Linked DNA regions of Drosophila melanogaster: region 2 is linked to region 1. Evidence: chromatin contacts called from public Hi-C data. All regions are on one chromosome and are shown on one strand. The core of a region is the stretch at or near the end of the contact, and the rest is flanking DNA. Distances in the headings are between cores, read along the strand shown. Region 1 overlaps fz (frizzled). Region 2 overlaps bbg (big bang).

Region 1 (6,147 bases), core at 3,273-5,772:
CGTTGTTCACATTACAGTGAGAAATTCGGTGTAATTTGGCGCATGTTTTTAGCTAAACGCTTCTTATCAGGCAAATTGGTTGATTGGCTGTGTGGCAGGAGAAAATAGAGCTTTGCATGTTGATGAATTTTTGGCGTGTGCGTCGTCTAAATCGTGACCAAATTGTGTTGGGTTTACGAGCCCGGTCTACGGATCCACATTTGTGCATGTTTTTGTCGGATAAAATGCCCCAAGACACGAAAGTTTCGCTTTTTTTTTTTGGAGTGGGTGAATAAGTCAAATGTTTTGTGAGCCCCATGAAATGTGGAAAAGGTTATTTATGTGCCGAAATGAAAGTTGAGAATAAATGGTTATATGGGTCAGGACTAAGGGGAAAATTAGGTGGATAAGACAGGGAATATGCGGAAGTTCTTGGTGTGGATTTTGAATGACTCTATTATGAAAATGAAGGGGACATATTTTATGGGAAATATACAAATCGTTGTTTTAACTTCATTTTAAGGTGTTTGATACGAAACAGATTTTTCTCACTGTTTGTTTGCCTTGGCAAGGCAAACCAATTGATAAATTCACATCCACACGGACCTCAAAAACTCAATCTCTGGCAATCAATTAGATGCCTCTTCCTCTGGCAAAGAACGAGAATAGCAAAAAAAAAAAAAAAATCATTTTTCATGCAATTAAAAGCGAAGCAGAGTCCCAGCTTTAATTGAATAACACAAGCAAGTACAGAATAGCAGCAGCACACAAAAAAAATTGTCGTAAAAATCGTACGGCCCAGCCCATCGAGAGATGTCGATAGCACGAGATGCCGGCCAGTCCGTCTGACACGTGTCTCAAAGTAAAGTTTAATTTAATTAAAATCTCTGTATTCACTTCGAGGGAGATTGGCACAGGGACCGAGTTCCCCTGCAGATCATCTGCAGCACGCATACCGGACAAGCAAACACAATCAGAGCACCTGCAGATACTGGTTGAAGTTGCAGCCTCAGCATCCATCTGACTCTGTATCTGGATCTGGGAAATCGGGCTGAGTGTCCCATCTCGGTCTTAAAAATACTTAAAGTGCGGTGTGATAAAAAAAAAAGAAACTAGCCCGCATGACAGCTTTTAAGGGTCTTTTGACTGGTTCTTCAGGTTGTGAGGTGGGAATGTTCGATTTGATTGAAGGCAGTTACATATCACATAGGACAGATGTCTTGTGAGATATGCACACCACTAAAAAGAAATCTAGTTTTTAAATAACGAAATAAAATTGTGTTCAAGTGGATTTAGGGATTTTTGCAAGTACAAAATTATTCATATTTATACATTTTTTTTTGTATAAATAATATATATATATTATATATTTCATTTAATTTTACCCATACATTTGGGTAATTTAATTATTTTTTGACATATATTAGGGTATTTAAAACTGGCCATCTGTTTGCAATAAAAGCCTTTCTTATTCAAAACCCTCGATATTCTAGAACCCTAGCTCAGTCAATCTAGCACACATTTACTCACTTCCCTTTCGCTTGCATAGCAGGTGAGCAAACAATCAAGCAGAATGCTGATTTTTTTTCCAACATCCGTTGCAGACTGGACATATTTTTGTGGTCAGCTTTGGCAATATGTGTGTGTGTGTGTGTTGTGTACCCCACCTGCTCTCACCTGGATACCCCCACCTGGCTAAATGCAACGGCAGCTCCTTGGGCTTATGCATAACCAGCGTTGCATGTTGGCCACCTGTCAATGCATCGAGTGAAAATTGCTGGCCATGTCAGGGAGCCGAGGACCTTATTTGGCTGGCCGGCATAACGCCTATGGCCATCGAACTATTACCAGAGCATTATTATAATGCCGGGCCAAAAGCAAGCCAAACCGAATCGAGCCATTAATAGCTGTGGTCTATATGGTGTGCCACTTTTTGTGCGAAAAGATTTACAATTAAAGTTGGCGATTAAATTGTTGCGATAGCCTTGCCTCGATTACCAATATGCCTTGCTTCGATTATATTATTTGCAGAGTGAAAGCCCCCGACTCGAATTCAAACTCAATCGATGGCTATCTGAGCCGATAGATCGATCTGAGCACATTTATCTTGGGCATTGGCTCGTAAGTGTAACTTTTAGTGCGTAATTTATGGCCATTGCTCTGTCTGTGAGTTTATCTTGAAAGGAAATTTGCTCGGCGATAAAACGATAAACGATAAACGCGCTTACTGCCGCCTTTGGTGTGTCCGAAGTGGGCGGTTAGGGGGCGGCATGGCCACCAAATCAATTTGCCACGGCTAATATGGGTTAAATGCCATGATTTCTATTTTTTTGCGATATCGAATTACAACACTAGCAGTTATTTAGCACATTTATGTGCCGTTATAATGGCATGGCTCAAAATATGGGTATCCGCTTTGAAGGTGAAATGAATGCAAATTGCCGCTTTAATAGCTCCTGATGGTTGAAAATCGCTTTTTAGGTTCGGCTGGCACTTAAATTTAGGTGTTTAGGCGCTTTTATTTTGGTCCCGTACTATTTTATTGTTAAGAAATAATGGCTTATGGTTGTAATCAGGCCATTTCAGAAGTTGGTTACCTTTTATTGATTTGTCGATTCGGGTACCGCTGAGAGTTGAATTAAGAAACTGTTTTGAAACGTTTTTTGTTTTTATTTTTAATTACCATTTTTAAAAAATAATGCGATTTTCTGCAACAACTGTAGTTAAAGTTATTTTAATAAATTATATGCTAGCAGCAGAATGTTTCTGGTTTATACTTCCGCGGTACAGTTCTCCTTTCCTTGACATCCAGATTAGGTACACTTAAGTACTCACTTGAAGGCTTGGCTAGCAGTCACTAGTCCACTTTTCAGATAGCCACTTCCTATGAGCCGTTGGCCCCACGTAAAGCCAGCTCCATCATTTATAACTGTCAACAGTTTTTGTGGCCCAAACGGGCCAAGTAAATGCAGAAAAAAAGCAAACTGCACATATCTAATATTTAAGCCATCAGCGTAGTCGGCAATTGCCACTCGACTTCAGCGAAGACCACCACTTCACCTCATCCTGGCCACGTTAGCTAGACAAACAAATTATGGCTACTGTCAATAGACGAGAGTTTCTAAGCCCAGACGGTGGAAAAACAACAACCAAACGAGTCCAACAGGAAAGGGGCAGAATGGAGGTGAGAGATGCACCCACAGTTGCTGCAGTTGGACATTTGACTGATGTCTGGAGAGGAAAAGAGGCGATTTTGGCTGCAGTTTTTCTTCTTTTTTACCATTCTCCACAGCCCCTTGACAAACTGTGAAAATTGCCAACGGGCAGTTTGGGGCGGCAGCCAAAAAAGCAACAGGCAACTGGCAACTTGCAACAGCAAATCAGCGACTGTGCAACATGTTGAACTTCTCGCCAAATTGCAAATTCTAAGCCAACTCAATAATTGCCATACCAAAACAAGAGAGAGAAAAAAAAAAAACAAATCGACTGCGTTTTTCTTTTCCATTTACCCGAAATGTTTTTTATTTTATCAATTTTTTTTATTGTTCAGTTTATTGCCTCAGGACAATTTACAAAGAGATATTCAGGCCAAGCCAACAAGTTTGTCTGGATTTTATTTTTAGTTTTCATATCCTGCAGCATTTTTTCTATTCTCGCTAAATTATTTTACTGTATTTTTTTGTCTATCTATTTTTCCTGTTTGTTGCTAAATATTTGTCTATTCTTTATTGTTTTGCAGACAAAGCTTATGGCCAGCAAAATGGCAGTGTTTTATGTTAAAGTGGCTTAAAATTTTAGATAGATTGGACAGGCTTTTCAGAAATGTTATATTTCATAGAAATATGAAAAAGCTTTAGGTATTCTTTACTTAGCTAAAGGCTATAAGGAGCTTAATAGATTGTTTGCTAAATAAAAACTTAATTCAAATGTTCTTTAAAGTGTTTAAAACGCATGGAAAGTACGTACTATGACGAACGAGTGATAACTTACTTTAAAAACATTTTCGTATTTCTCATCTTATCTGAATTTTTTAAAACTAATTGAATATATATTTTCAATGCATTGAATGCATTGGTTTTAGCTTTAGTAGGCTAAATTTTAACTCTTATGAATTATTTCGGAACCATTTACCAGATCTAGTATTCCTTGGTGTCCAAATTTACATACAATTTCTGTTGTTTTCCTGTAGACAAAACTACAATTTGCATTTGACGAATGGCCAGACAATGAAAAAGCTGACTGGAGTTAAGTGGAAATCGCAGTCTGCCGCTTGAAGTGTATCACCGAAAATTAAGGGCGACGGCCCTCAGGCCACGCCCACAGCTCCACTCGCCCTCCGTTGACTCCTCGAATAGTGCGCTGTATTCCATTCGCTGGCATAATTAAAAACGTGCTAAGCGTTTTAACGATTCTCGGACACTGATGGCCGATCCACTGTCCCTTTTCCTTCACCTATTTTTGTCCCCTTCCTTTCAACTTTCCCGTCTCTTTCTGTAGCTCCGACTTTTGTCTATAGCCAACGATGATATGCTGGTTTCAAGTGCTTCATACACACGATGAGAGCCAGCAGGGCATAGAATAAATGTTCAATTCAGTGCTGCCCTCTTTGTCTGTTTTGTTGTTCCATCTCTTTCGCGCTGTTCCATCTTTCTTACATTTTTGTTTATTTATTATCCATTCTATTTATTTCTTTTTCGTTTTTTAATGGTTTTAAAACTGAATTTCCAGCTTCAGATTTGTAAAATTTTTACACTGAAAGAAGCGAGTGAAAATCTAGTAAAATAAATGTTGGGCACAGTTTTCTTTACATATTTTTAATCATAAGAGACATTATTTTCCGCATCTATTTAAGAAACGAATTTAGTGTTACGGTTTCAAGTTTTAAGTATTTTCGCGATATACAGAATTTTGTTGGTCTCTAGTGTTTATGCCACCGTTAAATGGGCGGAAAGGGCCATGATGAGGCAGCCTGCAGCCACTACGGGAAGTGCTCTAATGAGATGAGACTCGGACTCTGGCGCTGCGAATGCCCCCAAGGCAGCTGTATTGCATGGCTTTTATTTTTTTTAATTACGAAAATTGGATTTTTATGTTGACGGTAGGATGGGGGAATACGAAATACATGAGGGGCTGCGGTTAAAAACACTTGACATGCTTGGTGACGATGAGTGGCCACCAGGTTCACAACCACATGCAGCATTCAATTCTCCGCTCCCATTTCACATTTCTCATTCAACTGCAAATGAGAGTGTTGAGGTCTGCAGCCAGCATAGTGGACCATTTGATTTTTTATCTCCGGCTTAATTGAGTTGGTGGTGACTGGGGAGCCAGCACCATCCCCTCCGGCAACCCTCTAATGAAATTAGGTTAAAGCGGTTGTAAATAGGTGAGCATAAGAAAAACAGATGCCGGGGAAACGAACTCACGTTTTATTTTTTCCCCACCGCCTGAATAAGTGATTTGGTTCAGCGATATCAGCATGTGTACAAAATTACAGTCAACTCCGTTGGAGTGTCCACATCATGCCCCCTAGCACCAGCAGTGGGTTAAGACCTGGGTGAAAGCATCGAGAATGCTTCACCACAATTGCCGGTCATCTGGATTGGGGGGCGGTCTGGCTGAACGAGCTGGTTAAAATGCTAATGATAGGATAGGTTTCTCGATCCGCAAAGGAAAGTCGGTTGGTTAACAGATCGTAACTTTGAGAGCTCGAGATTTCGTGCTGAAATTTTGTACGCCTTTGGTTAGCTTAAACATAAAATTGCCATATAAAAACGGTGTACATTCTTTTGTGAATATTTAAATGTTCTCCTGATGAAACCAACAAATTTGAAGTATTCAGGAAGTGCATATTTTTATATATTAACAAATTATAAAAAAAGTTTAAAAATATACAGCGGTCTTTATTGGCATTATTGCTAACCCCATTTTATCACCCTTTTCGTCACCTTTTCAGAGTACACACAAACACAAATCGAACCGCTTAATTATGTGGAAACTTAAAACTTGTCGTGCTGGGCTGCTTCCTGTTTCGAAATCAAAAGGGATTACCGGCCAATTGTTGCTACTTCAAGCTCGCACTTTCCCACTCCTTAACCTACAAAAAACAAAATTAAAACAAGAACAATGTGAGCTTGGTGTCTGGCTGTTTATTTACCACATATCATA
Region 2 (5,368 bases), core at 1,720-4,219, 180 kb after region 1:
ATCAAACGTTAGTGATTTAAATTTTGGTTAGCTTTTCAATGATAGACTGGAAGGTATGGGAATATTTGTAAACAAAAAACAGAATTAATTTTCTCGAAACACTCATTTCTCGCTGTTGATTGTTATATAATAATAACTAACAATTTTTTCATTAGAGTATCTGATATAGAGTCATGAAACGCACCTTCCATCTGATTTGTGCTGTGCAATTGCTTATTAACAAGTTGCCAAATGGTTTTACCACATTTGGCTAATGCCACTTATTGGCTTTAGGTTTGGTCTTTTCGTTTTTCATTTTGCTATTTGTATTTTATCTCTTTTTCCATATTTCCAATTGGATGTCAGTGTGGGCTGTCGTCACGCCCACAATCTCGGTAGCAGCCGCCGCAGTTTGACAGCAAGCCCATTGGAAAACTGGAACCGAGTTGGACTTGCAACCAAATTGGGAGCCCACCTCTACTGCCACTCTTAACTTGACTTGACTTGAGTCATTTCTGGTTCCTACGACGGGCACTGAAATGGCAGCTTTTATGTCGATTCTAATTGTTTTATGGAGGTTACTAGGTGAGGTCTTGGCCGAGCACCGAACACGAAACCAATTAATCCCACTAATTACCGCAACCGCATCCAAAAACACATCCGATGATCGCCGGAATCCCTGTCCACCCCCATGGATCTTGGCTAAGTCGGCTGACAGTTAAATTTTCGCTCTAAAGTTCATGAGTTGAAGATACACATAAATCTTTTGGGGCGCCATCTATGGGTGGGAATTGCAGACTCGGAAAATATGATCGATTGCTAGTTATTAATGATGTGATTTTTACGATACTGAACTTTTTGCGACTGTGAACTTTTTATGGTTCTTATTGAAAACGATGTTAGTTAACTTTTATGGAAAATGTCTGCCTGGAGGGATTATTTTAAAGGGCGTTTTAAGAATTTTATTAGCTTCATAAGTCACAGTTATGAAACAAGTTTAAAAAAAAATTAAGGATAAACCTGTAGATGTTTTTGCTAAGCTAAATATGATCTTCTGAATATGTTTCCCACATATTTTTAAAATTATTACCAAGCAAAAGTAGTGACTCACTATCTAACTGCAAGGGCCATAGCATCTAAAAATATCCAAGCAATGAAACAGAAAAGACAGAAAAGAGTGAATAAATATGTCATTAAAAATATCTCTTAAGCACTGTAAATTGAAAATAAAACTGAGAGCTGCTCATGAGACTTTGATAGTGGGATAATTGCAAGATAAATAAATAAATAAATGTGCGAAAAAGGAAGCAGCGATCAACACATGCAAATGAGTGAAGTAATCAAAGGCACAAAAAATTGGTAAAAAAAAAGAGGCAAATGGAATGTGCGAGCGATGACGTTGTTTACATTTCAATTGTATAAAGCTGATGGGCTCGAGGGTCTGAACAATCTGAACAAATTGCGCATGCGCAAAGGCCGAAAAAATGCGGGTCAATAAATGGGCAACAACAAAAGAGTCAGCGAAAATGATGCAACCGTCTTAACTTTTTTACTCGGCCTCCGCAATCTGTTTACCAGAATGAAGAGGGAGCCAAGGAGGATCGGCCAAGCTGTTCATTAATTTCATAAACGCAAAAAGAAATGCAACAATGAAACCGAAACCTATACTTAAAAATAGTTGCCTTCGATCCGGTCCCCTCGTCTCCAGAGGTCTTATCCCTCCTCCTCATAGACAAAAGGCATTTGGCACTCCTCGAGCAGAGGATCGGTGCTTGGGGATTGGGGTTTTGGGTTTTAGGTTTCTGGCCTTGGCCAAGGCGTGTGTGATGATGATTATGGCCTAATGGTGGATAGCCTGTTGGCATGCCAGCAACGAAACAACAGCAACTTCAGATAATAGCAACCGAAACAACAACAGCTACACTATAACGAAAACTAATAAAATTAGATAATATTATATTTAGTATTTTGAAAACTATATTTTAACTGTTAAATAAAGAATTAATGTTAGTTCTTCAAAATATCCTCTTGCTTGTGATTGATGGGATGACTAATTGCAAAAGCTGTTTTTATTGTGCTCAGTGTACGAGTGCTGTAAGTTCAATGTTTGTTGGTGGCTGCGGTTTCTGCCGCGTTTGAAGCAGCGCGTAAAAAATGGCAATAATTTTTGCTCTGTGGCTGATTAGTTGAATGCCTAGTCCAAGTCGATGGTATGATGATGATGATGATGGGGCGGGAAAAGATACGTAAAAGAAGCGATGTTACAGTGCACTCTTCAATAAATTTCAAGAATATCATATTGGTTATCAATATTTCTAAAATATGTTATGGTCAAAATTGAATATTGAAGTCAATAAAATCTCTACATATATTCAGATAGTACTTTTAGCAAATGAATGTTAAATGGAGATTCCTATAAATAAAATATCCCTTTGCTGAAATAGTTTTTTAACTCTATTGTGCTTATAAGCAATATAGTTTTCTGTGAAATATTATGAAAATTCTGCTATCTCGATCACAATCATTTATGAAAACTAAAAGCATTCCAAAAATAGCTTTGTGCTCATAACTCAGTTGGCATATCTCTGCCAAGATCGATTACTTCAGCTCAAAGATCTGCAGCCAGACAAATACAAACGTTTTCACATTCATTTCGATTCTTGCAGGTTTTGTTCTTTTCTCCGATTCTTTTCTTTTCATTTTCCTGACCATTTCGGTGTTGTGCTTTTTGCGGTGGGCGTTCTCTTTTGTCCATTGCAGATCACCCCGCCCCCGCATCTAGTGACGCTGACAAATTGTTGGGCATATCAGTTTATACATGTATATTTCTCAGCTCTGTTCTATTCTTTTGTTCATGTGTAACAAATGAGTTTGCTGCTAAGGTAAGGTCCAAGAAAATCGAGAAAAAATCACGCCCAAAGTCCACACACACCAGGTTATATCTGTGTGTGTGCGGGGCTGCACTCAAGGTCGTTTCATTACTCAGCGGCGTCCTTGGATAATTACACACACGCCAAGAGACCCCAAGACCACAACAATAATAACCCAAAAGGGGAGAGGAGGGAGGACTCTTGAGCTTTTACCGCAGCTTCGTTTTTCAATTTTAGTCATCATAAAAAATCGCCAGGCGTACGTAGCAGAAAGAGACGGACTACGCACGTAAGAAAGAGACAGGGACAGTCCTGTTCTTCCACGCAGGCGCAGCGGCAATCTGATCTGCTCCCTCTCTCTCTTTCAGTCTCGCCCCATCTCGTTCCCGCTCGCGTTCGCTGGTTTTTGCATTTTCTGCAACATTACTTCCTTTTAGGCTTCTAATCGCTGCCTGACTCAACCCCAAGTACAGTATTCCCTTGTTAAGAAGGACTGTCTTATAGTTTATATACTTCAATTTAGAATATATTTTTGTAATGCATAGATATCTGAAAAAAATATCTTTTTAAATTGCAATTTGATGTTTTTAAAATACACGTATACATTATAACGCATGAAAATCTTTTATTAACTTTGTTAAGGAATTTTCGTGCGTGTACTACAAATTTCCAATATTGAGTATAGTAAAAGTAAATTGAGTTGTTAAATTTTGTAATATTAAATTCTTGGGACATAGTCTGCGTTGCCTTATTGTGACTGACCACTGTGGCTGTAACAACAGCTGGAACACACGTTGGCCTGTGCATTCGTGCGAAAGTCCGTCCGATGTCTATAGCTTTGGTCCCCCGATATCCCCGGATACCACCAATACCCCGAGCACTCCGCCATATGGCCGTGTGTATATATTGCGATCGCCGGCAGAGGAACGTTTCTAGTTTTGCGTGCAGTGGAATGGAATTGTGGACCAGGCCCAGACCGCGGGGTTCAATGCACCGACTGATTCTGAATCCGATTCTGCAGCATTCTGCGGAGCAGAGCAGTTGCGGCCTGCATTTTGCTTGCCTTTGGCATTTTATGCAATTTTTTTCGCCATAGCCGTTGCCTGGACTTTTTCCTCTTTGTCTATAGCTTTTTTATTTGCTTATACCTTGAAGTGAGTGAGTTGTATGCGCTATCCTAGGGTTGGGCATCTGGATTCTGGAGATGGGTTTATCAGCGACTAGAAAGAGTCTATGTAAAGTTGCTAAATTGTCTAGCAAAGTATTAAACAAGCTCAACCGATTGGCTTTTGATCCAACAAATAAATAAATAAATTGAAATAAATTGTTGAAAAATCTTTACATCGCCTTGTGATTTGTGTTGGAAATACAATAGGCAAAAAGAAAATGGAGATTCTGAAAATAGCCAAAAAAAAAACCCAATTGTGGTAATTTAAGTAAATACAAATAGCTAACGATTTTGATCCCTAGACCCCACAAGCCATATGTCCCACTGGGAATCCCCCTTTGTGCAATTTCAGGTCTCCATTACCGCGTCTTTGAGGCTTAAGCCTTAAAAAAGATTCAGACAGCAGCTGTGCTACACTTCTACGACTCTTGCCCTTGCCTCTTTTATTTCTGTTGGTCTTGGCCATTGTTAGCGATAACAATAAAATGTGGGTGGGTTGAACTTGGACCTCTGCCTCCTCCTCCTCTTCCGTTCAGCACTTTTTTTCCCCCTTGTCCAAAATCCATAATTACGGGCACATGGCTATCGTACAGACGAATTACTTTCAAAACAAAACTCGAAATCGCACAACTCGTAGATGACCAAAGCCCCGAGAAGAAGAAGCAGGGAAGAAACCACGGGTAGACAACTAAGAAGAAGAAGAGGAAGCTATCTTCCAGGGTATGAAGCTGAAAAAGCTATAGAAGTCCAAGCCAAAGTTGGATTATTCAAGCGGAGCAAACGCCAATGGGCAGCTGCTCTGAGACTCGCTTCCTCCCACTCTTCTCACTGCCCCACTCTCTTTCTATTCGCGAATTACAGCTAAAGAAGTGGGTGAAGAAGGGGGAGGGACAAGACAGAACAAACGGCAGTTTGATGTCGCCGGAAGCCAGGCTAAAAACAATTCTTCGAGTTGCAAAACAAAAAAGAAATAAATAAAAGTAGGAGAATCGCAGCAGAGAACGCAGAAACCAAGAGAAAATACAGGCTACAGGAAAACCCCAAGTTAAATGCATTTATTTATAGCACATTTGACCACTCGATAACTTCCTTATGTGTGTGTAAACAAAGAAATCATTTCTTTTTATTTATTTATTCACAAATATGTTAGTACACCGCAACTAGAATCGAAGATTTACTAAAATGGGGGAAAATGTTGTGAAAAGAAGGTGGTAGGCAGAAACACCTGCCGGTGTGCCAGGCGATTGATAGTTTTGTATTAAAGATTGCTACTGGTCAGAAATAAAGCAACTGAGAAAGCTTAAAAGGAAAAGAATATCAAGTTTTCAAAATAATTACTCACAAATTATTA

What was found. A called contact is a pair of places that touch in the nucleus more often than the background predicts.
Region 2: a Hi-C map of the OSC cell line shows a contact between it and region 1, with 2.7 times the contacts expected there. A contact is called at or near these places in 11 of 107 Hi-C or Micro-C datasets (the D17-c3 cell line, the Kc167 cell line, the ML-DmBG3-c2 cell line and 4 more) and 2 of 7 datasets of targeted methods (both in the Kc167 cell line).

What each region holds. Positions count from the first base shown.
Region 1 is chr3L:14,283,244-14,289,390 of dm6, forward strand. The region is part of intron 1 of fz (frizzled); the gene reads left to right. Among named protein-coding and RNA genes, the nearest start is that of fz, 12 kb to the left of the region's middle.
Region 2 is chr3L:14,460,537-14,465,904 of dm6, forward strand. The region is part of intron 4 of bbg (big bang); the gene reads right to left. Among named protein-coding and RNA genes, the nearest start is that of lncRNA:CR46031, 39 kb to the left of the region's middle.